Regions from separate parts of the Mus musculus genome. Here all the other regions are linked to region 2. The links are chromatin contacts, called in public Hi-C and HiCAR-type maps. All regions are on one chromosome and are shown on one strand. Each heading gives the region's core, a stretch centred on a gene start, on an enhancer-like site or on the middle of the called end of the contact. The rest is flanking DNA. Distances are from core to core; before and after follow the strand shown. Region 1 has its middle 31 kb from the start of Mir6407. Region 2 holds the start of Sorcs1 (sortilin-related VPS10 domain containing receptor 1). Region 3 holds the start of AA387883 (expressed sequence AA387883).

Evidence for each region. A called contact is a pair of places that touch in the nucleus more often than the background predicts. HiCAR-type assays count read pairs that join an accessible place to other places.
Region 1: a contact with region 2 is called in a Hi-C map of cerebral cortex, with 2.7 times the contacts expected there. The contact joins the enhancer-like site here to the promoter of Sorcs1 in region 2. A contact is called at or near these places in 6 of 39 promoter capture datasets (cranial neural crest, frontonasal cranial neural crest, hippocampal neurons and 3 more), 1 of 484 Hi-C or Micro-C datasets (cerebral cortex) and 3 of 115 datasets of contacts at active chromatin or transcription factors (astrocytes, embryonic forebrain and forebrain).
Region 3: a contact with region 2 is called in a HiCAR-type map of astrocytes, with 9 times the contacts expected there. The contact joins the promoter of AA387883 here to the promoter of Sorcs1 in region 2. A contact is called at or near these places in 4 of 39 promoter capture datasets (cranial neural crest, hippocampal neurons and liver), 1 of 484 Hi-C or Micro-C datasets (embryonic fibroblasts) and 2 of 115 datasets of contacts at active chromatin or transcription factors (astrocytes and embryonic forebrain).

Annotation. Positions count from the first base shown.
Region 1 is chr19:52,977,940-52,980,726 of GRCm38.p6, forward strand. It overlaps a transcript of Xpnpep1 not described here. Among named protein-coding and RNA genes, the nearest start is that of Mir6407, 31 kb to the right of the region's middle. Within about 2 kb of position 1,277, at least 29 of the 459 cell types and tissues checked have an H3K27ac peak or open chromatin away from gene starts, as enhancers often do. A contact at or near this core is called in cerebral cortex, where this site is marked.
Region 2 is chr19:50,677,062-50,679,903 of GRCm38.p6, forward strand. Sorcs1 (sortilin-related VPS10 domain containing receptor 1) reads right to left here and starts at 1,585. Exons shown (of 26, transcript NM_021377.3): 1 at 850-1,585. The coding sequence starts at 1,407. Gm26629 (predicted gene, 26629) reads left to right here and starts at 344. Exons shown (of 8, transcript NR_166832.1): 1 at 344-455.
Region 3 is chr19:52,921,877-52,924,866 of GRCm38.p6, forward strand. AA387883 (expressed sequence AA387883) reads left to right here and starts at 1,305. Exons shown (of 2, transcript NR_030678.1): 1 at 1,305-1,624.

The sequences.
Region 1 (2,787 bases), core at 27-2,526, 2.3 Mb after region 2:
ACCCATTGAACCTTACAGAACCAAGACCAAACCTTAATGTGTGAAAATCTGAATCAATAAATTAAAAAGTCAAGGGGATGTAAGATGGGGTGCAGAATGTGACCTAACAGCCTTCAAAGGGATGAAACCATCACATCCGAATGAGAAGGGAAAAGGTTGGGTCTAAGCCTCTTCAAAACTGAAGACATGGAGTTATAAGGCAAGCATAAGAGGGTACAACCAGGGACAAAGTCACCCAGACTATCAGCCACAACACAGACACTAGAGCCAAACCATCGAGTCACATGTACGGTGAATGCAAGAGAGCCAAGCTTCCCGCCAACGGGGGAGCCAAAGGGGAAGAATCCTGACGTCAACCGCAAGCTTCACACACACACATATATACCTACACACACATACACACACATACACACACACACACGAAATGCTTAAAAACAAGGATAGGTTACACACACACCACCTACATTCAGATGCTCACAAGGTTTCAACTCCTCCTTAAAACTGGATTTTTCTCTTTTAAACATCTGGAGATGGTAGTTCCTACCAGTTGTATAATGGAAACCCGTTCCCTCCTCCATCCCTGTCCAGTCCCACCAGCACTAACTCCATGCCAGTGCAACTTTTTTTAAGCCTTTGGTCTGTTAATTTTTAGCTCAGATACCAAGCCTAAGATAAAAATGTATCCTAATAAGTTACAATAAAGCCTTTGGGACTGTCATCCCACTTTCTTGACCCACTGTTGCTGTGAAAATGTCTGATGGCAATTTTGTATTTTTTCTCATGAATGTGTTCTATGGGTATCCTGTTAAACTTCTAAAGGGCTTCTTTAAAGTCCAGCGATTACCATATTCTGTGCTATTGGACATCATTGGTTTATTTATATATTTGTATATATTTATATAGCTGTCCCTTTCAACATGTCATTTCCAACTTTAATTCTATAATCTCAGGAACGTTTGCTTGAACATTTTCAAGTATTTGTTCTGCTCCTTTCCTTTTGTTTCCTTCTTTGGAGGAACCTGTATAAATGTTATTGTCCGTCTGGGTCCCATTCTCTCTGTGTTTCTGAATCATGTGACTTTCGTGTGTTTGGTGTATGCTGGTGCATAGGCACCCACAAGGAGGACATAGACCTCAGTCTTTTAGTCAGGGTCTCTCACTAAACTCATTGGTCATCAACCATCAGGGAATCGTCTCGTCTCTGCCCCACAGGCTGGAACCGAACCGCAGGCACATCCTGCCCAGCCTCCCTTTAGGTGTGAGCTCTTCACTGACAGCTGTAGGACCTCCCCTTTTTTCTGACTTGCTACATTTCCTCCTGTCTTTTCCTGTTTGCTTAAGACACTGTCTGCTCTGCTCCTTCATTCTCGGATCCTTGTGAGCCTGTGGCTCTGAAATGTTTGCCATCTCCTGTTCGGGTCTATCCTCGGCAGTATCTCCTGTTTATTTTTTCAGGTCTCTTTGCTGAGGGGCTTTGCCAGGCTGGTTTCCAGGGTTCTGGCTGCAGCAGCTCCTGCCTCTCTCCCACATAAACCCACACACCGAAGTAATGTGCAACTGTTTCTTGTTTTGATCACACCTCTCAAAACAGCTCTTGGAGACCAAGCTCCCTGTCTGTTTCCAGGCTGCCTGAGCACCCGGCCGCCTCCTCCATCTTCCTCCACCACCTCTGGAGAGAACAGCAGTGCTCCTCCTCTCGGACAGCACCTCTGTTTGCTCTAAATCTTATTCCTCCCTGCCTTTCAGTTTTGCTATTCCAGCCTCTCTGTTTCTATAGCGATTTGGACTCAAGACTATGGCAAAAGTCAGAACCTACATTTTTAACTCTCGGTCCTGTGAATTTCTTGGTTTTTTTTTTGGGGGGGGGGGTTATATTTGATTTGGGTTTCTGCTCAAGTCCCGGGGTGAGCTGGCCAGCACCCCAGTGTCCCGAGAGAAAACCACACCTGATGCAAACTGCAAGAGGTTTTATTATCAGCTAGCTGAGGACGAAGTCCCTCCACCTTGTAGGGCAGGGGAGTTTGACCTCGAGCGGTGACAGTAGGGGGCTTTTAACAGCTAGCTGAGGAGTTGGGAGGAGAGTTTGTTTTTGCTTGGTTTGCTTTTGTGGGTTTTTTGGGTGTTTGGTTTGGTTTGGTTTGGTTTGGTTTGGTTTGGTTTGGTTTGGTTTGGTTTGGTTTGAAGACAGAATCATTCTACACAATCCTGGCTGTCCTGGAACTCACAATGTAGACCAAACTGGCCTCGAACTCACCAAGGTCACCTGCCTTTGCCTCCCCAGAGCTGAGATTAAAGATGTACGCCACCACACCCCACTTTGCTATGACTTTCTTAATGTCCTATTCTGACTAGCTAGTGACCACAGCATGGGCCTTAGAACTACCAATCAGATGCTGAGGATGGTGCTCAGTTGGTAGAGTTTGCTGTTACTGTAAGACCCCCCGAAGCTGGGCCTCCGATCAAGTCTCGGGATGAGCTGGCCAGCATCCCAGTATCCCAAGAGAAAACCACACCTGATGCAAACTGCAAGAGGTTTTATTATCAGCTAGCTGAGAACGAAGTCCCTCTGCCATGCAGGGCAGGGGAGTTCGACCCCAAGCAGTGACAGTAGGGGGCTTTTAACAGCTAGCTGAGGAATTGAGAGGAGTTGGGAGGAGATGGGAAGAGTTCTTCTCTTCCGGGTGTCCTTGGTGTAATTTACAAGGCAGGAGTGGGGAGTGGGTTCTTTCTGAATTTTTATCTCCGTGTCCTCAGCACAGGAAGGCAGGCATCTCTGGTTGTACAGTA
Region 2 (2,842 bases), core at 335-2,834:
AAGCTCCTGACAGAACCAGTGACTTGCACCCTAAATCTTCTCCCAGGGCCTGAAATCTCGTCCCTGTCTTCCTAATAAAGGGTAACTCAAATCTTTATTTCAGCTCCTCCCTAGAGGAGGTCAGTCGGTGGGAAAACAGGGAGTTGTTGTCACTGGGATCTATCTATCTGATCTTCCCCAGGCTGACCATGCCAGAGAACAACTGCCCTTTCATGGGCTAGAAAAGCCTGGCTCTCAAGATGCACTTGCTAATGCTGTCAGGAGATGCTGGGGAGCCTCTGCACTGAAACTTGCATCCGTTTGGTTCCCAAATAGATTTCTAATACCAAAGGGCACCTTATATCGTACTGCAGTTTGCCTTCTCCGGGGTAGAACAAGGGGCTAGGAGCTCTGTATAAAAATAAAATAAAAAGCCCACAGAGGCGACTTCTCCGTGTGCTCCATCAGTCTATCAGGTAAGGAAATGTCCCTTCAGGGGATTTCAGTGGGCTTGGAGATTTAACCCTTTCAGATCTTCATTAAAAATACTTTAACGCACATACAACCCCCATATTTGGTCTTCAGTTCTACTCTCCAGTGCCATTGAAGAAATAAAAAAGATCTGCCTGGTCCGTTCCAATTTGAACCTTTTGATCTGGAGAACACTCTGAAGGTGGCGGTGGGGGCACCCTAGTAGGCACCATTAACTCTTGGGGGAGGCTAGCTGGGAAGACTTCACTGTGCAGCATCTCCCAAGAAAGAAACCTCTTTGCCCCCCCCCCCTCCGCCCCCAATTCTCCGCCAGCTCTTACAGTGAAAGGTAACCCTTTCCTTCTCTCGCCCCTTTGCCCCCAGTTCCATTCTACTCACGCTGCTGTTGTGGCCAGACCAGTGGACCATAGCTTGGTTGTGTGCTGAGTCTCCTGTCAGAGCAAATGTGGTGCTGGTCAGTCTCAGCTCCTCCATCCGGAAGCGGGTGGCTTTGTCCGGGTCCCGTGCGCCAGTCCCAAGCCCCTGCTGCCCTCCATCCTTTAGCATGTCCCGGCGGCTCCGACTCGCACCCTCTCCGGGTTCAATCTTCTCGGGTTCCGTTCCACTCCGTCTCCTACGGCCAGAGCGTGCAGCGGTCGCCACTGACACCCTGCTGCCCCCAGCTCGCTCCAGAAACAGCGCACGGTCCCCGGGGGCCACTGCGAACAGGGGTCTCATGAAGAGGGGCGGGGGCGTGGCAGGAGCCCGACCCAGAGGTCCCGGGTGAGGAAAGCCTCTTGGGGTAAGGGTCCGGCGTGGGGTCGAGCTAGGGTGCTGCGGAGGGCAGCAAGAGAGGCTGCTGCAGACGCCGGGGGCTAAGAGCATCAGAAGCCCCGCTCCTGCAAGGAGCGCGCTCAGCCCGGCCGAGGAGCCGTCTCCAGCGCCAACTTTTCCCATCTCTGGAGCGTAGAGAAGCGGAGAGGGGGTCCCGGACCGAAGGCAGGCAGCGGAGCGAGGCTACAGGCTGACGGCGGCAGGGCGTGCGCTCAGGACCACAACTCCATCCAAGTTGGGCTGGGCGGCGGCGGGGCGCGCGGAGGCGGCGCCGGGCAGGTGCCTGCCGCTCGCCCAGGCTGGGCTTGTGCGGAGCGCGCGGGTTGGGACGGAGCTGCGAGCCACCGCCGCCGCCGCCGCCGCGCGGGGGTGGAGCCGAACTGAAGTCACGGGCGGAGAGGGCGCCGCGCGCCGGCTGGCGACGCGGGAGGGAGGGCGGGCTCTGCCGGGGCTCCGGGGCACTGCGTCCCGTCTCCGAGCTGCGCTGTGTCCAGGGCTGCGGGCGCGGGCTGCGCTGTCGCCTACCCTCCCCAAGGCGCGCCGAGTCCCCGCAAGCAGCCCGAGCAAGCACCCTTCCTCTTGGGGCGAGCAGCCCCAGGCTCCCGGAGCAGGCGCTGTGAAGGGTTTCCTATTCCTGTTTTCCCTTCTCTCTGTGGTTGTTTCTCCCCTTTTCTCTTTTTCTGGTCTTTTCCAGTTTAGAAGATGAGTGGGCTCTTGCTCTCCCTCTTAAACTGGGTGAGTTGGCATGTAGTCCTTACTTTGTGTGCCCAGGCCTGGAGAAGATCTCAGAAGGCAGCAGAGAGTGGTGCAATAAACTGTGTGTGTGTGTGTGTGTGTGTGTGTGTGTGTGTGTGTGTGTGTGTCCTGCTCAGTCTATGTGTGTGTGTATATATATATATAGTTGGTGAGATTTTCTCTCCTCTGTGATTCCTCCTAGATTTCAGGTCTTTTTAAGCACTCTCCAGTATTGAAAGCACTCACAGTTGACAACACAATTAAAGTTAAGATTCCCCAAGTATTTTGTAGTTATATACATCTTGGCAACTGTCCTTAAGAGACCATAAGCTCCTTGAGAGAAGGGAGACTCCGAAGTGACCTGTTTGCCGTATTATTCTCTGTGTTTGGTAACAGTGCACTGAATGGTAGCAAATGTAAGTGATTGGCTTGATGAGTATGTGTTGTGAGTTTGTTATAGATCTGTATATCAACAAATAGAGGAAATGTGTTGTATTCTTCTGGCATCACTGGTGTCTAGCTCAGGGTTGCTAACACATGCATTCAGATCCCCCCCCCCCCAGCAAGCCCGCGCTTGAAAGTGTTTGCTGTGGGACCTTCAGGTAATTGTGCTTCCCAAATATTAAATTAAGTGGTTGCAATACATGACCTTTAAAATCCTTTGTGACCCTAAAATTCTGTAATTATGTGATTATAATATCAATCCACCCAAGATCCCCTGCCTCTACTCAGAAATTGAGGTAATGATTTATAGTAGGTGGGAGCGCTTTGGAAATTGCAGTTCATCTAAAGCCAGGCCTTTTTCAAATTGTTAGTTGATGCC
Region 3 (2,990 bases), core at 55-2,554, 2.2 Mb after region 2:
TAGCTTTTAGGAAGACTCGCTAGTAAATACAGGAGAAAGAATGGAAGGAATGGGGAGAAAAGAATCCTATGTTGTGGGGGGTTGGTAGGATAAATATATAAAGAGTCTTTTAGATATCCAAGTAGAAATGTCAGGAAAGCAGGAGGAATTGCTAAGAAAGGTCAGAGATAGGAAAACATATCGGGCAATTATTGACCTATAGGTAGGATTTCAGAGTCTGTGATGCCGCTGGAGTCCAGAGAAGGGAGATGCTGACATCAGAGACCTTTCCATGTGTGTGGACACAGCCGGAGCCTAACCCAGTGAGAAGGACCTGAGAGCACCGCGAATGTGGAGAAAATGGTGGGATAAAGGGCTGGGGATTACAGTGAGCATGCGCAGTTGCTCAAGCGTATGACCTCAGTGGTCCAAAGGAAGGGCAGGTAAGACACATCAGTGTGGGTTTAAGGAGGCAGAAACAGATCAGGGCGGGCTTAAGGGGACAGAAACACCCACTGCAGGTCTCTCTAGTAAAGACAGCACACACAACCAGACCCCCTGCCTCTGTACTGATCTTGATCGCACCCTGTTTCAAGTCACTCCCTCCCTCCCTTTAGGCACCGATCGTCCATGAATGTAGTCACATAGTCTGTGACTTTAAGCCATTTTAATGTTCCTGTGGGCTGTTCATGCATCAACTATTAAGAGAGATTGAAAGAGCTCTAACAGCGTGTATAAACACTTTCCCAAAGCACTTCCCAATTCTGTTTTCTACTTGATTTCTGGCCTGGTTGCACTCCTCTTGACTCTTGTATTCTGGAGTCCATTCTTGGCTCCATTATCCATCCAAGATCCAGCCTTCTGCTCTTGATGGTCATTAAAGCTCTGGTCAACTTAAAACTAAGCTCCTTGCCTACCTGACACCTTAGGTGTCTTTTTCTAGGGGAGGGGATTAAAAAACACAACAGTTTCCTACCGGATCCCTTCTGCAAGCGACCTGAAAAATTCCTCAGCCTGCTCCGCTCTGCTCTTGAGAGGATGCGCCTTCAACTTTGTAAACATGTTATTTCCGGCATGCTTTAATTGTTTGCAGAAACGTTATCATGTTCCTTATTCCCTTCTTTTTATTTCTAGCATCTTTTTTATGTTATCAGATCTTAATCTTACATTGTGTGGGTTTGGGTTGTTGGTGGTTTTTTGTTTTGGGTGTTTTTTGTTTTGGTTTTTTTTTTTTTTTAAATATGAAATGGGATCGTTTCCATGGCTCGGGAGCGCCCTCTTCTGCCGGCTCCGCGGAATGCTCGCCGTACCTTGTCCTTTTCCTCACTGTCTGGCTCGCTTTCATGAAAGCCTGCCTTTCTTCTTCGTCTCTGTTGACCTCCTGCCATTCACGTTGGATCTTATGCCCAGCAGTTCTTTCTACTCACTGTGGGGCTTTGTCTTAGAATGCACTTTTGTCTGGTGAGTTTTGAACATCCGTGGGGCCTAAACTCGCAGGCCTTTTCAGATCTGTCTACCCGCAGCAAGTCAAGTCTGCAAAGCTCCCTCAGGCGAACACTGCTCTCAGTTGGGCCCCTGGGGTTCGCGGGAACACCTGCCGCTTGCCTAGGGATTGAGATGTACAGCGAATGCTGTTTCCTTTCTGGTAAGTTCTCCTCTCAGCACAGCGGTTGCTAGAATTAGCGTAATTCGTCCTTACCTCATTTTCTGGTCGTTTTTAAGTTGTTTTTGGTGTTTTGTTTTGTTTTGTTTTGTTTTGTTTTAAATCTAGTTATGCCATTAGCTCCAAATACAATTGGTTTGTATCATTGTAGTTTTCTCCCATAGCTGTAGATTTATTGTTATTATTAATTATTAGATTTATTCCTGACAGTTCGAACGCATCCTGGTCGCACGCTCTCTCCTGGTCGCACGCTCTCACATCCCTAGCATACTCAAAGCTAGAGCTTGTGAGAATAACTTGCCCACTGATTTTATTGTAAATGTTGCCCATAGATAATGAGCAGGCACAGTTGGGATTTTATTCTATCTGAGTGCTTAGAGAATTAAATCTTGTACCAGCAGTGCCATTTACCCAGACTCCCCCTGGGTTACATGTCTAAGTCTCTGAGATACTCCCATTATACAGATGACAAAATTAATGCCTAGATGGTTTTGGATTTCTTAGGGTAATTGTAAGCAGTAATTGGGCACAAATCCGGGCTCTCTGCCTATGAAGCTCACACTACCAACAGCTCTGCAAGGCTGCATTGAAGGATGGCCAAGCCCTTGGGAAAGTGGGTAGAAACTTAACCAAAAGATTAGGAGGAAACTCACTCTGAACTAAGAGAACAGAATGGATAGAGGCTCTGGGCTTCCAGGCAGGGAGAAAACAGAAGGAAGCCAATGAGGCTCGAGACTGGTGACACTCACAGAAGCCTGCGTGGAACAGCGGAAAGGAAAGTACATTATTCAGAATAGTGCACAACGGGGAAAGATCTTAGCAGACTGTGAGTCAGCGTTCTGCCCTGCCACAGGGCACAGCCTTTGGGAAGGCCTTTCGGTGAGTTTGACGGCGTTTATCCCAGGCCTGCACCGGCTGGGTGCTGGGCTTTGGGGAAACACAGAGACACTGCTCCCAGGCTAGGAAACTTAGTCTGAGATGTGAGAAAGATGTATTCCCTGACTTCCGGGGGCGGGACAGGGGGCAGTTGTTCCTGGAGGAATGCACAGAGAAGTCAGGAATGAAATGTCCACAGGCCCCTGATAGGACTGGAACCAGGTGCTCCCAAACTCCTGGACATCTAGGTGTTGCTGAGTCATGAAGAGTTGAGAGCAGAGTCTGGGGGTTGAGCTGAGGACTGTGACTAGCCTGGCCAGGGGCAATGGGGAACTCCGGTTTAGCTCAGCTGTGATTGTTCTTAGCTTGGTGGTGGTTGTGGCTGGGAGCACAGAAAGGCTTTCTACAGATTAACTGCGGCTCGACAGTCTAATACCTTCTCCGTGGCTCCCCATGGCAGATCTTGATGAAA